Linked DNA regions of Sus scrofa: region 2 is linked to region 1. Evidence: chromatin contacts called from public targeted proximity ligation data. All regions are on one chromosome and are shown on one strand. The core of a region is the stretch at or near the end of the contact, and the rest is flanking DNA. Distances in the headings are between cores, read along the strand shown.

Evidence for each region.
Region 2: a targeted proximity ligation map of skeletal muscle shows a contact between it and region 1, with 7 times the contacts expected there. A contact is called at or near these places in 1 of 47 Hi-C or Micro-C datasets (embryonic fibroblasts) and 1 of 2 datasets of targeted methods (skeletal muscle).

What each region holds. Positions count from the first base shown.
Region 1 is chr5:90,851,078-90,854,567 of Sscrofa11.1, forward strand. The region is part of intron 4 of LOC106510428 (a long non-coding RNA gene); the gene reads left to right. Among named protein-coding and RNA genes, the nearest start is that of BTG1, 38 kb to the left of the region's middle.
Region 2 is chr5:91,508,836-91,512,179 of Sscrofa11.1, forward strand. All of the region lies in intron 4 of LOC102159901 (a long non-coding RNA gene), which reads left to right. Among named protein-coding and RNA genes, the nearest start is that of DCN, 170 kb to the right of the region's middle.

The DNA.
Region 1 (3,490 bases), core at 239-2,738:
TAACAACTGTGGGTCTAAGACTTTCACAAAATGAGAGGAAAGAAATTATGTGTAATTTTCTCATCTGAATTAGTTTCCTTTTGCCCACTCCTTTCCAAATTTCAACTTCTTAGTGTGTTGGCCAAATCCTACAGTGAATGTCACTTTAGAACTATCCGAATGGGAAAACCACAGAGCCCCACTTCTTTAAAATTATGCACAACAAATCCAGAATAATCAGAGGAAGCACAAGAAAGATTAAGTCTTACCTAAAGTGGAATTTAAGACATGCTGCAAGTAATTGATTCTCTTTCTAGGATAATTTGAGGACAAAGGCTTATTCGACTTCAACACGATAGCAGGGCACTATTTTAACATCAGTGTAAAGTCAGAATCACGAAGCCCCTTACTGATGTGACTGATGTATTTTTTTCTTTTTGCTACCACTGTACTGCCCCCTCTAGCACCTGCCACTCTCTGGCAGTTCTTTGTCTCCCCTCACTATTAGATTATGAATTCCTTGAGAGCAGGAATCTCTTATTTACTCTTATAAAAGGTATTTACGATATTTTCCATAATACCTGGTACATGGTGGGCAGTCAGCTGATGCTGGTTGAATGGATGAATGAATGCATGTGTGTGCACGCGCGCGTGCATGTAAGCGCGTGCCACGGCAAAAGCCGTACGCTAGCAGTTACACGTCTTGCATTCTGTTTGAGCTCTGCCATTAACTAAGTTACTTTGAACAGTTGATTTAATGTTTCTTCACCTGTAAGAGATGGTACCGAAAATCTGTCCATGCAAATGTTTATTTCTAGAGCAAAAGAGTCACTGCTTTTATAAAATGTGAAGTATAAAGCAGATGATAAATGGTTCAGATTTTGATATCTGACCACCATGTTTTGGGAACCTGGGTATCGTGTACTCTTTCTTTCTCATTTTGCCAAAGATTTCAGTTATTCTCCTTTCTGGCTCATTTTGGTTTTTTCTCATTGATCTTAGATTTAGAAAAAAAGTGAGAAAAACTGTCATTTTATTGACGATATTGAAGGTCAGAGAACTTTGTTTTTAATTTTTGCTGCTCGGGGCTCCATTTCTCGGAGCTGTTTCCATGCCAGCCTAAAATAGTCACCTGGTCCCTTCAGAATGTGTTAGAATTCTACTACAGGTTATGGCAGCGAAAGGAAACAGTGGGAGAAGGTAAATCAAGTTGGATTTTCTGAGAATGTTTCAAACCACAGGTTGGTTATTGGGTGCCATCTCCTTATTTTTAAGATCATAGAGTCTTACAACTATGCATAGGCATCAATTGCCCTAGAAAATTTTCCATGCTTTGGAAACACATAATTGCTAATAGGGCCACTGCAAAATCATCCTTCCATGTGGACTTGACCCAGAGAAGGAAATGTCCTACTCAAAATTTCAGGCTTCCTCCCCTGCAGAGAGGGAAGGAGAGGGAGGGCTGTCAGCAGGGGAGATAGGAAGAGGGCGGAGTTGGTGTAACCAGTGGAAAAAATCATTAACGAGTTTGTAAACAGTCGCAGTTCATTGAGGCAACTGCGTTTGAGACCGAGGGGGAAAAGATACCATAAATCCGATTGTCCTCAAGTCAGCAGAGAAGGAGATTGTTCATTTTGGGTCTTATTCTTCTGTGTTTCGAAGATTGATGTGAAAATGAAAGCAATGAGATACTTGTGTGTGTGCGCGTGTTTTTCCTGATTTGTTAAATGAAAAACCAGCTTCTGAGAAGGCAGGATTTTGAATGCACTACATAAGAGTTTTATTCAGAAACTCTCTTGGCTGTTATTTCAGAAAAAGAAATGTTTTCTTCCTTGATTTTAATAGAGCAATGAAAGGCTCAGAGAGAAATTTGTTGCCAGAAATAAGTTTAGGAGTCTCTGATTTGGGAGAGGGCTGGTGCACTGTGATCTAAAATTCAACGTGTTTGAAAATTATTGAGGGTTTCAAGGCCAGGGACTTGATGTTTTCCCAGCCAATCTGGTAGCTTGAAAAGGAGAGATCTTTAAAGCTTTGTCCCCCTCCGTGTGTGTGTGTGTGTGTGTGTGTGTGTGTGTGTGTGTGTGTGTGTGAAACAATTAAACATCAAGACAAATAATGCCCCTTCCCCAGCTCTCCGGGATGTGTTCCCCCTGGTCCTTGCTTTCCCCCTCCCCCAACAATCCCTTGTGCAGCCTCTGATTTCGAAGGTTCAGGGCAGCTCCGCCTGTGTAAGACAATAGATATGCAAGATAGCAACAGGGCAGTGGCTCTGAGGCCTTGGCCTTTATCGGGATTAACTGTTACACCAATAAGCAAAACAGGGCGGCAGGATTTTTCCATCGCTGGCCTTTGCTGTTCCTGGGTGCCAGATGGCATTATATCCATGAAAAAAAAAAATGCTGCATGTTATAATGTTGACCAGGCACTGTTACTTCCACTTGATCACACTGTTTGGGGCTCGCTTTGATGTACAAAACACTCCTAAGATAATGAAATGCGTTGGCAGCTGGCTAATGGCTGGGAAAGTGCAAACCCTGCCTTGAACTCTTACACCAGCCTATTCAATGGCAAGGTAACGGCAGGCCAGAGCTAGAGAGGGAGCAGAGAGGCTCGTTGCCAGGCAGGCCCGGGACTCCTGGGCAAGCGGCTGTAGAGGGGCTGGTATTTTTCTCTCTTCAATAGCAGTGGCCTGTGCCTGCAGCAAATGTGAAATAAATCCATCAAGGCCAAGCTCAGACTTACTTGGAAGTGGCTGCTGGAATTTGCATGAGAGCCTGGTGCACACAGGTAAACAAAGATAAACCAAAGTCGAGGTGATCTGAGAACTGTTAGATTTTGTTTCTGTACAAAGGAGGGCTTCGTCTCTATGCAAAAAAAAAAAAAAAAAAAAAAAAAAAAAAGAAAAGAAAAGAAAAAAGAAAAAGAAAGAAAAGGAAAAGGTCTTTTGAATTAAATTTGACTTTGCTGCTAATCTTTTCACTGGCCTGATTCCCTGGGAAAGTAGAGCATGCATAATTGGGTAGGGAGACATTTTCTCACCCCTCTCTCCCTGATGCTACAGGGCAGCTCCATGGAGATACACCTTGGGTACCAGCCCCTTTAGGAAGTCCCCCTGTGCTCCCATACCTCCTGCCCCCCCAGCCCTCCCAACCCAAGTTTGCTGGCCACCAAGTTCTTCCGCCACCTGGACTCCCCCCACCTAAGCCGAAATCCTGTCCATTTAAAATGCCTCCTGATTTTCCCATTTGCGCTTATCTGTGTTGTTAGAACATAAACTTGGGGCGCAAACTCTCCTTTTAGACCAAAGGTCAGGAAGCTAAGGGCCAGCCCAGGAACCAGATGCAACCTGCCACCTGTTTTTGTACAGCTAACAAAGCTAAGACGGGTTTTTGTGCTTTTAAATGATTGGAGAAAATCAAAAGGAGAGTATTTGGTGACATATGATATTTCTATGACATTCAAGTGGCAACGTCCAGAAGTAAAGTTTGATTGGCACACTGCTCCACCGCTC
Region 2 (3,344 bases), core at 661-3,160, 660 kb after region 1:
CTGTAACCAGAGATGGAGAGGTTTAAATCTTCCTAAAGACAGGGAAGAGGCTGTCGTTCCCAGCTAACATGGTCACGTCTGACTTTTTTTTTTCCCACTATCCAAGAGATGCTCTTGAGGTCAGTTGCTCTCACATGCTTGTCTGACGTTATTAGGGAACCTGGGTGTAGTCACCCTTCCCTGTATCCACTGCACTCTTTGGAGCTTTCAGTACCTAGTGTTGAATTCTGGATTCATCCTGACTCTCCAGCATTCACCTGGGGACCAAGGCTCTGGTTCCACTGCTCTGGGACCCACTGTCAATGAGACTTTCCCCTCAATTATCCATGTAAACTCAGAAACTAAAGCCAGGAGGGCTTTCACTCTTCTCTTGCCTTACCATATTCGTCTCTGAAGGGATGAACCTGAGCCACAGAGTCTGTTACCTCCTAGAATGGAAAGCATGGGTACAAAACAGAAGGGAAACAGGGGGGAAATAATATTTTAAAAACATATATTTTATGCAGATGTTCATAAAAGGCTTTATATTACTGATGACCAGTTGAGGAAAGAAAGTAGCTTTGACTTCCTATAAAGGATATTTTTAGCTCTTAAGAAGGGGAGGAAGGAAGCTTACTCTGTGCTTTTGACTCCAGCTTCAGCGTCACACTGGCAGAGAGGAGAGGACTTGTACTTTCTTTCTTCTCCCCTCTTCTCCTCTTACAGAGCACCCTGACGATGGCAGAGGGACAGCTGTCAGGGCTGGGGCTTGAGCACCTCAGCAGCTGGCAGGCACAGGGAGATAAGGTACAGCTAGTACTCACAGCCTCTTCTACTGCAACCACCCATCCTAAACTAAGCATTAGGCACACCCTTAGGGGTTGTGTAAGCATTTGGTGATGAATTCCTTTAACTGGCCCTTGGCCAACATGATAAAGCCAAAACTATAAAACTCACAAAAGTACTGCAATAGGACAGAATCCACATTCTTTCTAGACAGAGAATGTTGAAAACTGCATATATACCATCCTTTGGGGATTTCGTTGTTTAGGAACATAATTCCCTAGGTTAATTTTTTCCCCCATAGGAGACTATTTTAAAGTGAGTGCAAAAAAAAGTTTTTTACAGTGTATATTACCTCTCTAGTTTTCGTATTATTTGTTAGAATAGGATACTCCTCTCAGCAAACCACCTCCATGTTTTACGGCAACATATCTATTGAGGCTCATAAATGCAGTTAAGACCAATAATTAGCAAATGCAATATTTTATGACTATGCATTTCCTTAAACAGGTGACTCTTAAGTACTGCTCTTATTATCACACCTGATCACACAATAAAAATATAATTTCATTTTACTGAAATGTTTGATTTATGCAGGTCTTTTACGTCATGCCAAGAATAAAGGATAATTAAGATTTCACTCAATAATCATTTATCAGAAAAGCTATATTGAAGACAAAAAAATGCATTGAACTTGAAGTTTTCTGGGAAAAGAACATGTAAACAATGCATTTGCAATCTGTATTTTCTTGTCAACAGTGTTCTGGACTTGGTAACCTGTATGCATTTCCTATACAAGAAGTTAAAGTGTGTGTCCTTGTGTCTTACCTCCTGCTTGGAGCCTTTGAAGTGTCATACCATCCCTGAATTATCACCTGCTTAATAAAGCCAGTTTTAAACCATGAAATGGCTTATGAGCTGCTATGTGTTACATAACATTTCCAATGGTTACTGTAGCAACATTTTGTCCTGTACAGCATTTCAGTCCCATGTGAAGTAGACTGTATTGTTATAGGATGCTTTGTCCCATAGTAATGACCGCAGTGAAGCTTAAGAGTTTCAAACACTGACTCCCCACTCCCTTTTGTCCTACCTGAAAGGCACCTACCAAGCCCATTTTCTCCTTTCATTTAAGATTAAAAGGAAGGACGCTCTGAAGAGGTTCGTCTGCTGTGCAACAGCGACCCCTACAGGCGAAATGCCTTGGTGGTGCTAAAACCTCCCAAAATTCCATGTTTCTGCTTCAAATCAAGTCCCACTTTATCATGGGAGTCATCACAACATTAATCCAGAACTGCGTTTACTTTGAGAACATGGGATATTTGTGATTCCCAAAAACCAAAGTCCAAAGCTTTAGGAGCTTTACTACTTACTCTCCACCTCACACAAGTCTTTGTCTTCTCTTTGTACCATGTAAGGGAATCGTGATTGAGTTGCTTTCTATTCATCAGCAAGTCAACGTAATAGCATATTTGTGCATAGTCAGAACACAACGCCTTTGATTTTCTCTTTTTTTGAGCAGAGAAAACGCTCGGAAAATAAGTTAAAATATCAGGAAGGAAGAAAAAAAATCCTAGCGCACTTGCTTTTCTGGGTTTGCAAATGTGTGTAGCTCAGGCACCCGATGATTCATCCCCTGAAAGTCTGAGCACTCCATTTGTTTTGTAGATTTCACTACCCCCTTTGTTCTGCTTCAAACCTTTCAGAGGACTGAAATGCATTATTACCTTGTTAAATCTCAACCGAAATCGCTTCTACAGCCTGAAGCTGTTTTGACGTGGGTTGAGCATCTCACACACAAAAGAATTGCTTTTGTTCCCAGAAGCTCTCATTGGCTAAGTGGCCTTTGTACCGAGCCAATCAGAAGCTAGTTGTTAGGCTTCGCTGGCTATTTTTAGCCTCACTCGCAAAAATACTTGGTCTTGGAGAAGGTAGGCTGCAGAATGAAAGTAGCATGTTAAAGCAAACAGCTAAATACATTTTGCATGTCGAGGCATGTCTGGCATTTTTTTTTTAATTTTTCATGCGTTGTTATATTAGCATGTGTTTCTGTAAACAATAAATTTAGGAATAGAACTGCATTTTCAGTTAAGAATTTTTCTTTTAGCAAAGAGGCACTAAGTCTAAGAAAGAGTCAGTATTGCTTTTTTTATCCAAAAGCATCTGGTTTCACAAACTCACAAAAACGCCAGTTACATATAGGGAATACTAAGGGTTCTTTTTTTTTTTTTTTTAAGAATTTCTATGAATTTCCATTTTGAGTTAATAGAAATTTTCAATGACTTGTTAATCATGAATTATAAAGTCACAAAATCATTCTCTTGCTTGACCTTTAAAGATCTATATAATTCTCCAAACAGGTATGCACATGGTGTGTAGCAATTAAAATCATAAATATTCAGTATGTTTTATGCACAGTGATAAAGCATTCTCTTGATCGTGTTCTTTCATTTGAGCCATTACTCAGTAGACACAAGAAGTATTCTCCCCAAATGCTCTTGAAGTGACAAAGCATTAGAACACACAATTTGTTAATTATCCAATATTATTAGGAAATGAAAGTTACCAAATGAGAAAAGTTG